Linked DNA regions of Anas platyrhynchos: region 2 is linked to region 1. A link is a contact called in public Hi-C data. All regions are on one chromosome and are shown on one strand. Each heading gives the region's core, a stretch centred on a gene start, on an enhancer-like site or on the middle of the called end of the contact. The rest is flanking DNA. Distances are from core to core; before and after follow the strand shown.

Region 1 (7,715 bases), core at 3,551-6,050:
AAGAGCTTTGTTATTGAAATTTCTAGCTAAATTTCAGCAGGTTGAAGTCAGTTGCAGTTCTGCTGACTGAGAAAGTAGTTTCTAGTTAAGTATACCAGTAATACCTGTCACAAAGACAGTGAATTCACAGATTTGTATTGACTCTCAATGAATCAACGTGAGAATTGCTGTTTATGAACCTGGACTTTTCCCTGATCTTTTATTTCTGAACAGAAAACATGCATCTTGGATTACTTTCCTCAGCCATAGTGACACTAGTCATTATTTTAACTCCTACATCTCTGATGTGAATGACCCTGATAAATTTAGTATCCTTCTAGATCCTAGATCCAGTCAGTCCAGATAATAATGAAAGAAGACTTATAAATTGCATAGAGTAGTGAGATGTCTGAGACTGGGTAGAATACCAACAATTTACATACTTATTCACAACAAGACAGAACATGGAGCAAATGTTGCACGCATTCAATGGTTAGTCTTACTTTGCAGGACATACACATACCTTAATACAATCTACTACATATATTTTCTCTGAATTCTCTCTGATTAACTACATGGTCAGTCACTGGGATTAGATTTCTCTGTGCATAAATATAACCCAGGATCCTAATAGAGATGACGTTAGAAATCCTGGCAGTGAGCAATAAAGGTGGGTCTGCTATTGCTTTGCTTCTCTGTACAGACCAGAATACTCTACCTGGCCTCTTGAGGCTTCTGTGGGTGCATGTCTTAGTTGAGTGGAATTATCTTTGAAGTAACAACCTCCTGCTGTTAACTGTGTGGAGAATGTAAGTTCTTAGCTGTGGTACAGTGTGTAACGATAGGTGCATTTGCTCCGTGAAGACAGGATGAGTGGCTGCCATAAGGAACCTCTAGTTTAGCATGTTTCACCTTTGTGTGCAACTCGTTCATTGCTGGGTGTTGTAGGAAAATGAGAACTTGAGGCAGAGCCGACAGTGCAGTCACAGGTGGCTGCTAGGGCCCTACTGCACAGTAAGTCGGGTTGATGTTCAGCTCCCAGGAGGGCTGATTCTTCATGCTAGCAGACCAATTGCAACACTGGAGATGTAGCCTGAAGCATTACTCACATCTTTTCTATAAGGAAAAATGATATTCTAAGCAGCTAATAATTTGCATTGCTATTAGCAGCCACTAATGAGTATAATAATACTGTATGCTGATGGAATTAACAGTAATAAGTTCCAAAAGTTTGATACAGTCCATCTGTTAAGGAATGTAATAGCATGACGCTGGTAGTCACTGCTGGGATACTGGGAAGTATCTTGTATAACTCAGAAAGCAGGCATGGAAGAACAGTGCAAGTGTTCCTAGCAGCTCCAGTCTCGGCTTGCCCAAGACAGCACAGCAGTCAATGGAAGGCTCTGGGATTCTTCCACGTCCCTTGCATGCAGGTTGTCATTCAGATTTAGAGTCACGGCCTCACGCTCCATTTCCCACTTTCCCCCTCACGTGCTTCTCGCAGCCTGGGAACTGCCGGTGTGAGCTCTGCTTCCCACTGCTCCGGGCGCAGGGCAGGGCTCTGCTGGGAGCTGCTCCTCTCCAGAGGGGGTGGTGACATTAGTACTCCAAACAATGTCAGGAGGTCTTCGTTTTAAAGATGCACATCAAACAAGGATTTATCAAGCTAGGTAGTTTACAAAATGTAAATTGTATTGCATTTTCCTTCCTTTGGTAGTAACAGGGAAAGTTACGGGAGATTCAGATGTCCTTTGGAAGCAGGAGCTGCACTTTTATTGTTGTATCTCAGCACAGAAGTTTGTAGTGACTTGCTGAACAGATAAGACCCTGGGAAAAATGAGTGGACAGTTTAGGCCAGGATGTTATTAAAAGCAAATTTTGGTCTTCATAGTGTTTGTGCTGTTCCACCCGCCTGTGAGATCACAGAAGCCTGCAGAGAAGGAAACAATGGCATTTGATATTATCCTGAACATCAAACAGGGTGAAAGATTCTGTGACCTCTGCCAGTAATTAAAATAAAGCTTCCCTGGAAAATGGTAGGCTACTGCTACAGTTCCTGTTTTACAATTCATGACATTCCTTAAGGGGTTTAAAGATGAGTCTGAGTTATTCTTTATGCTGCTCCTTAGTCCTTAAGAGAGCTGAGAAATCAGGTCAACCTCCTTAGAGTCATGGTAGGAGTAAATATTTGATTAGATTTGTCAATCAAAGAGCTGTGATTGATAGCTCTTCATTAAAAAAACAAAACAAAACAAAACAAAAAAACACCTTTTAAAAGCACTCTTAAAACTACATACTTTTTTTTTTTTTTTGCATTTAAGTTGTATTAGGAAAATTGAGCTTTCTGTGTTTAATAGCTGCTTGTCAGGTGATTGCTAGGATATCTTTGAATGGAGAGTGAGTACAGCTGTGCAAATGTAACGCAGCAAAAATGCACTTAATTGTGTCTTTTGGCCAACAGAAAATGTCTGTTGGTAATTAGTTCTTCCTCCACCAGACCCACTGGCATGTGAGCACTCCTGGTGGGATTCTTGTTATTGTCCCTTCTGGCTCTTGTTCACCGTTGTGCTGGAAAGAACAGGACTGAAGGCATGAGTAATAGGAAATCTTAAGCTCTCACGTTCACCAAAGAGGAAAACATTTATTTAATCAGACTGGAGCTCTACAAGCACTGAGAAAATAAAAGTTGGTCTTGTGGGAGCTGGGGGGACAGCATGAGGGAGGAGATAGACTCTAAAAGTGCAGTCCTTGGCTTTTGAAGTACTGTGGTCCTAGGATTAGGGCTGGGTGTGCTCAAAGCAGGGACTGAGGCTGGCTTCTGGGGCACGCATGCAGCTGTATTTCTGTTTTCTGGGTTGGAGTCATTTGTGTTTAATTTTTTTTTTGTGCAACCCACAATTGTCTTTCCCAGACACCTATGAGAAATGGTACCGTTTTGGCTTTAAGTCCCAAAAGACTAAATAGCTATTTTTTTGAGCAAGAAGTGATTTGTTGCTGTCGGCAGGGTGCAAGATGCCAGCTGAGAAGTTTTTGAGTAGCAAACCAGCTGTAAGGGATTTCTGGATATGAAGTGAATTTGGGAAGGGGTAAGGAGAGTGAGGCATAGTGGGAAGGCAAGTGCCTTTAACCCTCTTACACTTCAGCTGAAGAACCTTCAGGGCAAATGTGCACTGAGTAATGGTGCTTGGTACTGCCAGCAGGACTGGGATGTCAGCCTTAACAGCCCCCAGTATGGCAACGTGTGGTTACAGGAAACTTCACACCGATTGTGCTGAGTGTGGGTTTAGTAGCCTGAGAGCTAGGAAGAAAACAAATATCTGAAAAGTGTGAATATTTCATTCCCTGTAGATCCTGAAGTTTCTCCTAATATGTTGTAATGACTGATTTTTAGCAACCTGCTTTCTCAGATGATGATGGCAAGTCAGGCTTAGCAAGATTAGCCCTGGGTTAGCTGAGCTGCAGACTGGTTCCCAGTGGATACGCACTGAAGACAGAGCTCTGCTCCAGAGTCATAGAAACACTGCTGAGGCAGAAAATGGATGAAACTGGATGTGAAGCATTCAGCAACAGCTGCAGCTGCTGTGATATAAAACTCCAGCAAAACCAGCCAGTGCAGGAGGGGTTAGTGCTTCCACTTAGCAAGCTTGTGTTAGCAGGGGCGTGGTGTTCCTTCATCACTGCTCACTCTGGGCTAACGTTTGGCCAGTTGTTACAGCCTTGGGGAAAGATCTGATAAACATTTTGGCTGTTTTAGAGATATGTGTACATTGTTTAAATTACATTGACAGTAGCATATTGGAGTTTTTTTCCGGGGAGTGGGAAGCTTCAGAGTGGCCACAGGTTTACACACAATATTGTGATGAATCCTGGATTTGTTTTTCCTGTAAATAATCTGACTTTCTTAAATGTGTAGGCTGCTTATAGAAGTCATAATCAACTGACAGATGTACCAGGTGTCCTTAAGAAAATATTTGTGATGAGGAGAAAAACAAACGGCATGTTTGTCAGATGATCAGGGCAAGTGAAAGACTCGCCAATGTTAGCGAGATTAGACCAGATACACATCCTTTTAGGACAAAGGGTGAATGGAGCTAGTAGAAATTACTGACCCAAGTTGTTGTAATTTGACTGCAAAATAAGGAACACAAAAATCAGAATCCTGGGCTACTGCCAGAAAAACTACCCAAAAACCAAAGATTTCAGCAGTTTTTGCCTAGGACAGTGCAATGCAACGTTTGAGTAATACATCGGGGTCATCTGTCATTCTGTTCCTAAAACACACGTACATCAAAGCTTGGAAGAACAGATGCCGAAACTGTTCGGATGTGAATGCATGATTTCTGTTGTCCGCAGAGCATGGTGCTTTCACGTTAGAGATATTTCTGCTGGATCCATTAAAACTCCATTGCCGTAGTTTGCTATTGGCGTTCTTGGAAGGGAATTATTTCTTTATAAAGCCTAATTAATCTGACAGTATCAATGTACAGACTTTTTGGCAGTTAACTGAAATTACAAAAACTTTTGACCACAGTGTTGTTTCAGTCTTTTGTGTCTGAGAATTTGGATAACATCTTATGAGACATGGCCCCATCTCAGATGGGATATGTCAGGGGTTAATTCATAACATAACAGGCCCTGTACTTTTCCCAGTTCAGACTAGATAGCTTCTTAGCTACCGTACTGAATACCTTTTGAGAAGCTATGAATTTATTTCAGAAAAAAAATCCATGTGCCTACTGAAAATCTGAGCTCTCATATGCAGCAGAGATGTTCTGCAGTTGGATGAGACAGGCGAGCCCAGAAAAGATTCCTCTTCTATGAGTTCATATGTATTTTTGTAATCATTGTCTTCCTGTTTGGAGAAGATGCTTTCCGGCAGTGATTCAGTCTTGTTAGGAATTTTTTATATCTCATTAACTGGGAGCAGTTTCCAGGACATGGGCTTGGCATCATCTTTAAATGAAATATGCCTGAAATTGCTTATGACAAGCAGCTCTTTGGGCCCTCACTCTGCTGAAGAATTTGAGGAGTGCTCAAAAGTTGGGATTATTTTTTTTTTACCAAATACAGATAAAATTCCTGTTCCTTTGTATGCACAATATTGATTGTGCACAGCAGAAAGTGCAGAGAAGGATACAGGCTCCTGCTGATGAGTGCTGAGCTGTCTGAATGTGAGATCTACCTTGGAAGCCCGTTCAGTATTTGCAGCACTATGCTGCAGACTGGTGTTGTGCACATAACATTTCAGTTGATAGGGAATATTTTGTGAAAAGGCATTTGAAGTTAACGTGTTAGGAAATCAGATACATTTATAAAGCCTTTTAGAATGCATTAATTGTCGCTACTTGTTTGGTTTAGGATTAATCTTTTTTTTTCCTTTTTTTTTTTTTTTCCCTTCAAAAAGCCTGATGGGCTTTGCATGCTTAGTTTCTCCCAAGGAGAAATCACAATCGTATCTGTGCCTTGATTTTTCCTGTCCTTATAGGCCTGAAACCTGATCAGCCAAGTCTTTTATGAATATCACTGTATTGAAGAGATGTGTATTTAAGTGACTCGGTGGATTTGGGTTACAGGATCTAGAGTATTTAGAATCTTTATGTCAATAGTTCAGGCAGCTCAAGCTGCCTGCACCCATGTAGCTTCTGAAGTCAGGCATTTGTGCTTTGGGTTAATGGGGTCCCAGAAGTTGCCCATATCAGCAGTGTTGGGAAGGCAGCCAAGGAATGAAATGGCAGGTTGAAAACTGTCATTCATTGTCTAAATTCATCCATAACAACGGAGCAATTGAGAAAATACGTGCTGTCTGCAAAAGGAGGAGGCAGCAGGTTTGCACAAATGTCTAGCTGCAGTGTAACATTCATTGCTTTGGACTGGTAAGTGGAGATTCAAAAAGCTGTCAGGCAAAATCATGGAGAATAGAGAGACTGGAACACAGCCTTTCACCAGGAAGTCTTTAAACCACTGATGACTTGAATGGGAAGGTGTGAAGAAGAAAGGCTGTTCTATCTTGTCTTGTTCCTGTAGCCTTTTACCCGGGGTAGTCACTGCTGGCCTCTGTTGAGGACAGGATGCTGGACCTTTGCACCGAGCCAGAATGGCAGGTCTTACATTCCCATAGCTGCTGTCACATCATCAGAGCCATATTATAACAGGCGAACTAGAGGAAAAATGAGAGTGGTCTGTTAGCAGATTGAGTGCTCACAGAGCAGTATAATTGTGAGCAATGTTTACAGTGCATTGATCCCTCATCTCTCTTTCTTGCTTAGGCAGGTGACAAGCATTATCATCCAAGCTGTGCACGATGCAGCAGGTGCAACCAAATGTTCACGGAAGGAGAAGAAATGTATCTGCAAGGTAAGGACGTCTCTGTTCTAAAACCAGAAAGTCAGGCTTGGTAATTCTTCTGTTACAGACCTCAGCACTTTATTAGCTATCTCTGTGCAGTGTGGACACAGTGGACAGTAGCCATCCTTTCTTCTTTACGGTGCCCTCAAACTTTTTTACTGAACTCTTTCACTATAGTAAATGGCCATGATGATGGCTTTGCAGTGACTCTATACCTGAGTTGAGCCAGATTGTATTTTCAAAAGCTGTGTAACAAGGGTAAAAATTATTAGGTTGCCTCTGAATTTGGCTTCTCACAGATAGCTCATCCACCAGTCTGTACACTAAGCTATCAGACAACGTGAGAGGATTTCACGTAATTTTCCCCTGAATTCTGTTATTCCGGACCACTCTTCAAACTGTAAAACGCAATGAAAAGCCTTCCAGACACTGCAGTGAGCTTGTTTTGAATCACGTAGATCTGATCCCCCATGCGCATCATTAGATTGTCTCCTCTGCTTCCTAATTATATTTGCTTGCCTTGCCTATTTCCCGTTCATCTGGTCACATGTCTCCTTTAGTCCCATTTATATTTATTTGTCTCTTTCTGAAGTCACTTCTTTCTCATACATTCATTTCCATTTCCTTTTTATTATTAGCGGTCTTGTACTCACTTCCAGGTGCAAAGCATTTTTTTTTCCTTAATCGTTTCATGTAAAACAGAATGTGCTTCTTTCTTTGATTGAAAAACATCCTTGAACTGAATTCTGTTGACTTTCCCAGAAGGTAGCACATTAGCTGTTAAGCTACAATTATTTTTTCTGACTTGCTGTCGTATTAATTAATATTGGTAGAAAGACATCTAATATGCATTTGTACATCTAGAAATCAAAGTGAAAAGGTAACTGTGGATCGGGATTTTGTGTGTTGTAGTTATGTTAGAAAACTCACTTGATGCACCTGAAAGGCCTGTAAAAGTGTAGGAAAGAAATGATGAAAGTGTGATGGCAGCTATCTCGTGAAAAAATGGAGACAGATTCCTTCTGGAGGAATTCCAAAACAAGATAACATTGTTAAGGAATTCCTTTGAAGCTAATTTGTGTTATTTTATAGTTTGTCCTCCCTTGCAGTCCATTTTTCTCATCTCACTGGCCTTGTAAGGCATCATCTTATTCCAGCTGTGCACAGAATTAGATACACAGTTGTGTAGCAGCACTTCATTGCCAGAGCAAGGAGAGGCTGAAAGAGGGCTGGGTAGGAACTACTGCTTTCTGATGGCAAACTGGAAAGCCTAATTTGAAAGCAGCAGTTACAGCATCTTACAAGTGGTAATCTTAGTTTCTTCACATGATAGTATGATAAAGGACAGGCAGAGTTCAAGGTGAGCAGATTAATTCAGAAATTACTTTAAG
Region 2 (7,227 bases), core at 2,982-5,481, 130 kb before region 1:
GGCTGTTTGGATTAGTTTGACATTCAGCCCTCATGTTGTGAAATGCTGAAGTAAGCAGACCTGTGTCTGTAATGTGCCTAATATAAAGGAACCTGCTCCTGATTAGATCCTTGAGCACTGTCAGAGCGCTTGATTCCTGCCTGGCAGCTCCTGTGTCAAGAGAAGCATTTCCATCCATTTCATTTCTCTGGTTCTGTGTTCAGAAGCTGTTATCTCCAGTCTCTGGGTCCCCTGGAAATTTGCGGGTGGTGTCCAACTGAGCTAATACTTCTACCTGGGGTGCTTGGCTGCTGCCATCAGACCAGTGCAGTCTGCCTTTCCTTCTGCCTCTCCAGCAGTTACAGCCAGCAACAGGAAGCCAATCCCTATTACATTCACCACCGCATCTACAGCATACGTGGAAATTCTCTGTTCAGACATAAAAATCTTTTGTAGCATTAACCAATTCCGTGAGCTGTTTCAGAGCAATTCATCCTGCTGCTGGATCACTGCCTGCAGAGGGCAGCCTGACCCAGGATTTCACTCCAGCAATGTGCTCAGGTGGAGAATTCCATCATTTGCCGGCGTCTCTGTCCATCAGCATCACTGTCTGTGGAATAAACAAGCGAGAGCTGCGTAGGATTACCATCAGCCCGAAACTCAAACGGATTCAAAAGTGGGGAATACCCTCCCACACACACACTTGGCTAAATTAAACCTCGTTTGTTTGTTTGTTTAAAAGCACCCTGAAAGAATACAGTAACATCAGAAAAACTCAGCTAGGCCTGAGATCATATCTCACAGGTCAACCAGATACATTTATTGGTAGATATCAAGGGGTAAGAGAAAGAAAATGTACAGAATACATGCACCAGGGTGTACTGGCCGATGCTAACAGTAGAAAAGTGTTTTTCTTTTATTCCAAATCTCTTCAGGAAGACTGTGAGATTCGTTCAAGCTCCTGTTAAGATGAGTGAGACTGTGCCTTTGGCTGATTTTGCTCTGTGTTCTCTCTCAGGTGTGTCCTGAGTCCCTGTGAAACAGCCATCACAATTTCAGTGACACTTTGTCAAAGAGCATGTGTCTACACACAGGTGTGTGCTTTAGCTGTAGGACTGATCAGTGCCAGGTTTGAGACTAGGGGTTGCTATCTTGATACAGATTGACAAGGGACAAGGCATTCAGTTCCTGAAAAAGAGTCAGTACTTTGTGTCTCTCAAATCAAATTGTGTCCAACAGCTGATTAAGGAATGATCTTGATGTGTGCTGAAGGGAGTCCTGTCTGCTTCTATACTCCTCAGCCAGAGGGCTCTGCTACACAGTGGTCAGAGTAGAAAGTAAGGATAAAGAAAATAGCATTTCAGGAATCAAGAGAGCATCAGTAATGTCTGAATTCCAGGAGCACAGGAAGAAACCTGTGTGTCTTATGGTCAGTTATCACATTACTCACTGATGTACTTTCACATTGATTTAGATAATGAATTTATTTGGGTACAGACTTTCTGTCCCACATAAACGGGGCTGTTCACAGCAGAATGTATACAATTCTCAGAGTCTGGCTCATTGTCATTGCAATTATCAGTGAATTTTTGCTGATGATTCCTAAAATTTCATGTAGAGGAGTGGCAAGAAATTTTGATTCTGGTTTATTCGTAATATTCTTTCCTATTCTTGCTATGTTACTCATCTTCGCTAATGTGAACTTTGGCCAAGGAAGTATCTGTCACAGTCTACATTGATAGCATAATGTAAAAGATACTCTATGTAAAAATGCTTACACATTTAATCAGCTTTGATTGCGTAATCTAATTCTGTTTGGCCACAGCAAATTCTTTAGGGTAAAGGGCAAAGTAGGGCACACACTGAGATAACACCCTTGCTTGACACATATCTAAAAACTCTCATTTATAATTAACAACAAAGGCAGTTTATGTAATTGTCTCTGTATCTCCTGAAGGCATACACTGAATACAAAATCAGAAGAAAAATGATTTAGGAGTCAAGATTCACAGCTGTTATTTGTGGTTCATACCTCATATGTGAACCCGTGAGAACCTGATGAAAGCTGAGTAAGTTTTTGACTCCGAGCTCTTTGTTGGGATCTGTCCAATAAGGATGCACACACAGGTGATACTGAAATTCTTCTGCAGTAAATCCTAGTCAATGTTTAGCTGATCTTTCCAAACCTGATCCTCAGAAATGAATTTCATATTCTGGTCCGTGCCCTAAGTTCCTCCAGGGTACTTAGCCATTTTGGTGCAACGGCAATATAGATTAGCTACTAATGGGCTTATTTAGAGGCTTTTTCTTAGCTGCCAAGATCTCCAATACTCTAGGTTATATCAGTAAAAGTGATTAATGTTTTCACAGTTCAAATGTATAAATCCAGCCTTTGCTGACTTAGCTGGACATCATCATTCTTTTAAGAGTTTTCAGTTTGTCTAAAACCTGTTTACTTAATGGATAGAAAAACAGAATCTTTTATGTATTCACACAGGTGAATATATTCACAAGTGACAGCAAGGTATGTTGTACAGAGAATACAGTCCAATATTTAGAGGGCTTTTCTGGAAAGATGCAGGTTCTGTTCTTTACTCTGACATAATTTTCTCTGTGACCTTAAAAAACATAGCTCTTCAAGGGCATTTAAGCATCTGAATATACCAATAGGGGATTTGAAAACACCTGGCTGCTAAAATTGGTCGAAGTACTTTGTAAAAATCTCTAAAAAATCCCCAGGTGCCTGTTTGCATCTCTCAAAGCCCAAATACCTTTAAAAAACACTGTCATTAGTGTGTGTGTGTTTGTGTTTGTTTGTTTTTCTGTCTAATTTGAGTTAGAAGCTTAAGCTGTCTGTATAGTCAATACAAAAAAGTAGCAGGTAGGATCCTGCTTCTCAGCTGGCTAATTCAGAAACCTCAGCTAGGTGCCTGAAATAAAGCAATGTCAATCACTGCTCCTAATGGACTTCTTAAGTGGTCAGGAAATGGCTCAGTCAACTGAACAGCTCAACAGCTTGCTGCTGCTCAAAAAGACCATCTCTTTTCCCTCTAATGCTCACCTGTTCTTCACCTCTTGCTGGCCATGCAGTTCTGCACTTGTCTTCTGTAAGCTCCAGTGTTTATCTGAGCCTTAGGTTTTCATTTTTGGCTATCTTTTTGTTTCCTTTTCCTGGCAGAAAACTCACCAGCACAAGGAATTGAGCAATTCCTTGGTGATTAATGAGCTAAAGTTGTTTGATAGGGGTGAGACCAGCAAGGGGAGCAGGAGCACATGTGTTGGGGAGAGTAGGAAAAACACAGTGCACAGGAGAGTACGTGACAACCGCTTGCAGAAGCAGCAGTAGCAAACTCTTGGATTGGCTTGCCCATCTTGTCTGGATCTTGTTTGAGGTCTTCCCTCCTCTCTGTACCGCCCTTTCCCACCCTCTCCTTTCTCTTCAGCTCCCTTCCACATTCCCTAAATATTGGCAGGACAGGAGACAGCCGTTGCAGAAGCTGATTCAGCTGCATACATGCAGATTGCCTGGCTGGTACTTGTGGCTAATGAAGGCATGGCTTCCAGAACTGATAACTCTTGAGTTCCCACTGCAGCTTTTCTTCATTTTAATTTCTCTTTGCAAGTCCTAATTACTACAAAACTTGTAAAGTTGTTGAACTCTTTCTGAGTTCTACCTTTTAGTCAGCTTTAATAGAAATTTTCCATATCTGGGACTTGAAGTTCTTGAAGGGGATTTGCTGGACAGACAGAAAAATGAAACTCTATCACCCTCAATTACTTAGGAAACCCAACTAAATGGCTAATTTTAATAAATGGATTCTGTATCTGATCCATTCTAACTTTCTCTGATCAACATGTCTGTTGAACTGCTCAGCCTTAGAGGTGTTGCACACTAAGTGGAATAAATTCTTTGTGTTCTATAGAAAACCAAGGTACAAATGCCTTTCTCCTTTCACTTCCTAGCAGCATAAAGAAAGGAAATTCTTCATTAAAAAGCTAATTTCTGCATGTTCCTGAACCTTTTTTTTTTTTAAAGCCATCTATTAAGCATCACACAGGAGAACCCTTGATAATGCTAGTCAGAAATTCGTTGAAGGAAGTGCATAGGAAATGACTCAATTAAAAACACAAAATGCTGTTATATTACTGAGGAAAACCTTGGCTCTTTTGGTACAAGAAAGAAAACCTGAGTTGTTTCCAAGTGGAAAACGTTACTCATTTCAGAAAAGAAGATGGGGAAGGGAACTTTTTTTGAGTGAACGTTCGCTGAGCAACTACAGGAGCTGGGAAAGAGGCGAACCTGCGATTTATTTCATTGCTGCCGCAGGATTCAGAAACAAGGGGCAAGAAGACAGAACGACCTAATGAGTATGAGCTGCAGGTGACAGTGGGGCGATGCATGGCAAACAGAGGTGTGTATGACCACAAGTCATTGCTGGCTGAGTGCGATATGGGAGGAACAGCTGTGCCGGCGCATTGTCTGCGCCTACATCACCTGATGAGAGGACACGTGTGTGCTCGCCCTTGTGCTGCTGCTCTGCTCCCTTACACATACACGTACACACACACATTTTACATGCACATATATACCTCGCTGCCCGGCTGGCAGCGGGGCGAGCACACCAGGGCGCTGCCAAGCAGCCACCAGCCGGCTGCGCCCCGGCACTGCGGTGGGGACCGCGCCACGCAGCCGCGGGCAGGGATGCGAGCACCGCCACCTCTCCTGGATCTCCGGCTGCGTTTCTTTCGTAGGAAAACCGTGTGGGCTTGCTGCTGGGAGGCAGCTGCGCTGCGTGTGGCACAGCAGAGCAGGAGGAGCGTGACTCAGCCCCCGTGCCACCGCCGTGCCGGCTGCCGCAGCACCCCGGGTCCTGCTTGCTGGCCGTGCCGACCCTGAGCGGAGCCACCTCTCGCGGCTCAATTCGGCCGCAGCCCTGCGGTTCCCGTCGCCTGCCCTTCCCCGCAGCCTCCCGGGGCGCTGAGGTCGGGTTCGCCGTGTCGGGGAGCTCCCGGCCCCCGCCGGGGGGGCGCCCGCTGCCCCTCCGGGCCCGCAGCGCTGCGCCCGCCCCGCTCCGCCCCGCAGCCGCCGCCCTGCCCTCGGCAGCCCGATCCCAGGCGATCCCACTCGATCCAATCCGATCCAAGGCGAGCCGAGCCCAGCCGAGCCGCACAGGCGCACGCAGCGCGGAGAGCGCCGCGGCCCCGCCCGGCTCGGCACGGCCCGGCACGGCCCGGCCATGTCCGCCAGAGGTGGGTCTGCGGGGGGCGAGGGGGGACCGGGGGGTTTGGGGGATCACCGAGGAGCCCTGCGGCGAAGGGGCTCGGGGAGGGGGCGCCGGGTGCCGGGGTGGGGGGCCCGAGGGTGCCGAGCCCCCTTGCGGGCGCTGGGGCTGGGAACGGGGCTGCAGGTGCGGGGCGCGGGGCGCTGCCCTCGGAGGAACCGGAGGCGTAAAGTTAAACATGTTCTGAACGCTGTCATAACAAAGCTGAAATACCGGTAAGCATCTCTCTCTTTTTTATTTTTTTATTTTTTTTTCCCCTTAAAGAAAATTATCTGCGCGGTAATAACCAGTAAAACCACTCCCCGGTTGTCTCTGCATTGAAAAAAAAAAACACTTTGTGAAAATTACATATCGCGTGTGAACAAGCCCCTGGATGCAGGGATACGCCCTGCTTGTGCATCCCCTTATTTCTCTGCGTCTTCACGCACTACACACCGCCCGACGTGCACCAGCGCTTTGGTTTGCCTGGATTCCTCCCGCTGTCCGAATGAGCCTCGCGCACATGGACGGCAGCGTGCGACTGCTGTAGGGTTGTCAGCGCAGTGTGCCTGGCTCCATGTTCCCACAGCGTCGCACCCATCCCAGGTATAAATAATAAATGGTGGTGGGTCAGCGCAATTCCTTGTGGCTCTGTGGAGTTCTTGCTGTAGGAAGCCATGGTCTGCATCAGTCTCCGAAGGATCCATTTCTGGAAGAGTGCTAATTGTGTTAGCATCAGTGCTGTGCTAAGGCTGCTTTAGTACCTGGGTGGGAAAGCCCTGGTCTCAGCAAAGCTTTATGACATGCATTAGATGGCCGTCTTCACAGGGCTACCTGGAGTTGGGGAAGGAATGGAAATACCTTGCAATTTCAGCTCTGCAGATGTTTTGCTCCACCAAACCTGAAATGTACAGAAAGGGTAGCCAGGGAACATTTCCACTGGTCCAATTCCCATTTTCTCCCCCCACCATCCCTCTTTCATATTTCATCGGCACGGCACGGATGTTTGATGCCTGCTTGGTTCTGCTGGAGAGCTGCCTGGAGATGAAGGGGGAATTCTTTCTCAGCCTTTCCCATGCCATCCAGGTTTTTTCAGAGCAATTAATTGGAGGGACAGGGACCTCACAGGAGTTTAGAGATGCAACAAATAATATTCATAAAAGAGATTAAGACATTAATTTCTATTGATTTCTGCTTTTCAATGTTAACAGATGGACTTAGTTGGAAAATAAACATGTCTGTAGGAGTACATAGTAGAGTTGCTTGGTGCTGACCAAAGGCTGTTTGTGTGTGAGGCGGTACAGAACATTTTTATTGTCAACTGTTCTAAACGTTACAACTGATAAAATGTTATGTATGAGCTTACTTGTAGACACTTAATGTGGCATGATGGATCTTAATGAGGTTACTCCTGAGCATGTAGCTCAGATAAGAAATATGTATTTATGGGATCAGGGCTTTGTCTGAGTGTTGGATCAGGACCCTTTGCTTCATGCTGGCAGATTACCTCATGCATAAGGAGTCTCATTAAAACCTCGGTATCGTTAGGGTCTGAGTGTTCAGCGAATGTTGACTGTTAATATTTTATGTAGTGTTAGCTGTCCAAAAGGTGATCATTATTATTCTGAATGCATCAGGTCTGGAGCTGTCTACTTGCTGTTTGTACACCAGGCATACCAAGAATAGCCAAAGAGGTAAAGATTTACCTGTGCCATTTTTATTACTAAACTGCAGAAGATACTCAAGGCATAGTAAAACATATCACAATATCATCAGTGTTCAATTTGTGCAGCTCTCTTTATTCGTCTCTTTTGCTCCAGGAGGCAGCATGGTCTAGTGAACTGACTGCAACAGATGATGGAAGAAACTCCTGAAATCCATCAGGACCTCTGTGTTTTGAACCATCCCTTTGAACTCTTCTGCTCTAGTTCCTTGTTGTTATTTAAGCAGAAGTGCCGTATAGCCAAAGACATAATGGTAGATTGTG

What was found. Hi-C and Micro-C count contacts between places; a contact is called where the count stands out from the background.
Region 2: a contact with region 1 is called in a Hi-C map of skeletal muscle, with 3 times the contacts expected there. The contact joins the promoter of ABLIM1 here to the enhancer-like site in region 1. A contact is called at or near these places in 2 of 8 Hi-C or Micro-C datasets (both in skeletal muscle).

Annotation. Positions count from the first base shown.
Region 1 is chr6:33,017,711-33,025,425 of IASCAAS_PekinDuck_T2T, reverse strand. It overlaps ABLIM1 (actin binding LIM protein 1), which reads left to right. Exons shown (of 23, transcript XM_072039808.1): 7 at 6,246-6,333. Among named protein-coding and RNA genes, the nearest start is that of AFAP1L2, 68 kb to the right of the region's middle. Within about 2 kb of position 4,800, at least 1 of the 8 cell types and tissues checked has an H3K27ac peak or open chromatin away from gene starts, as enhancers often do.
Region 2 is chr6:33,150,754-33,157,980 of IASCAAS_PekinDuck_T2T, reverse strand. It overlaps ABLIM1 (actin binding LIM protein 1), which reads left to right and starts at 4,231. Exons shown (of 23, transcript XM_072039808.1): 1 at 4,231-4,391. The coding sequence starts at 4,379.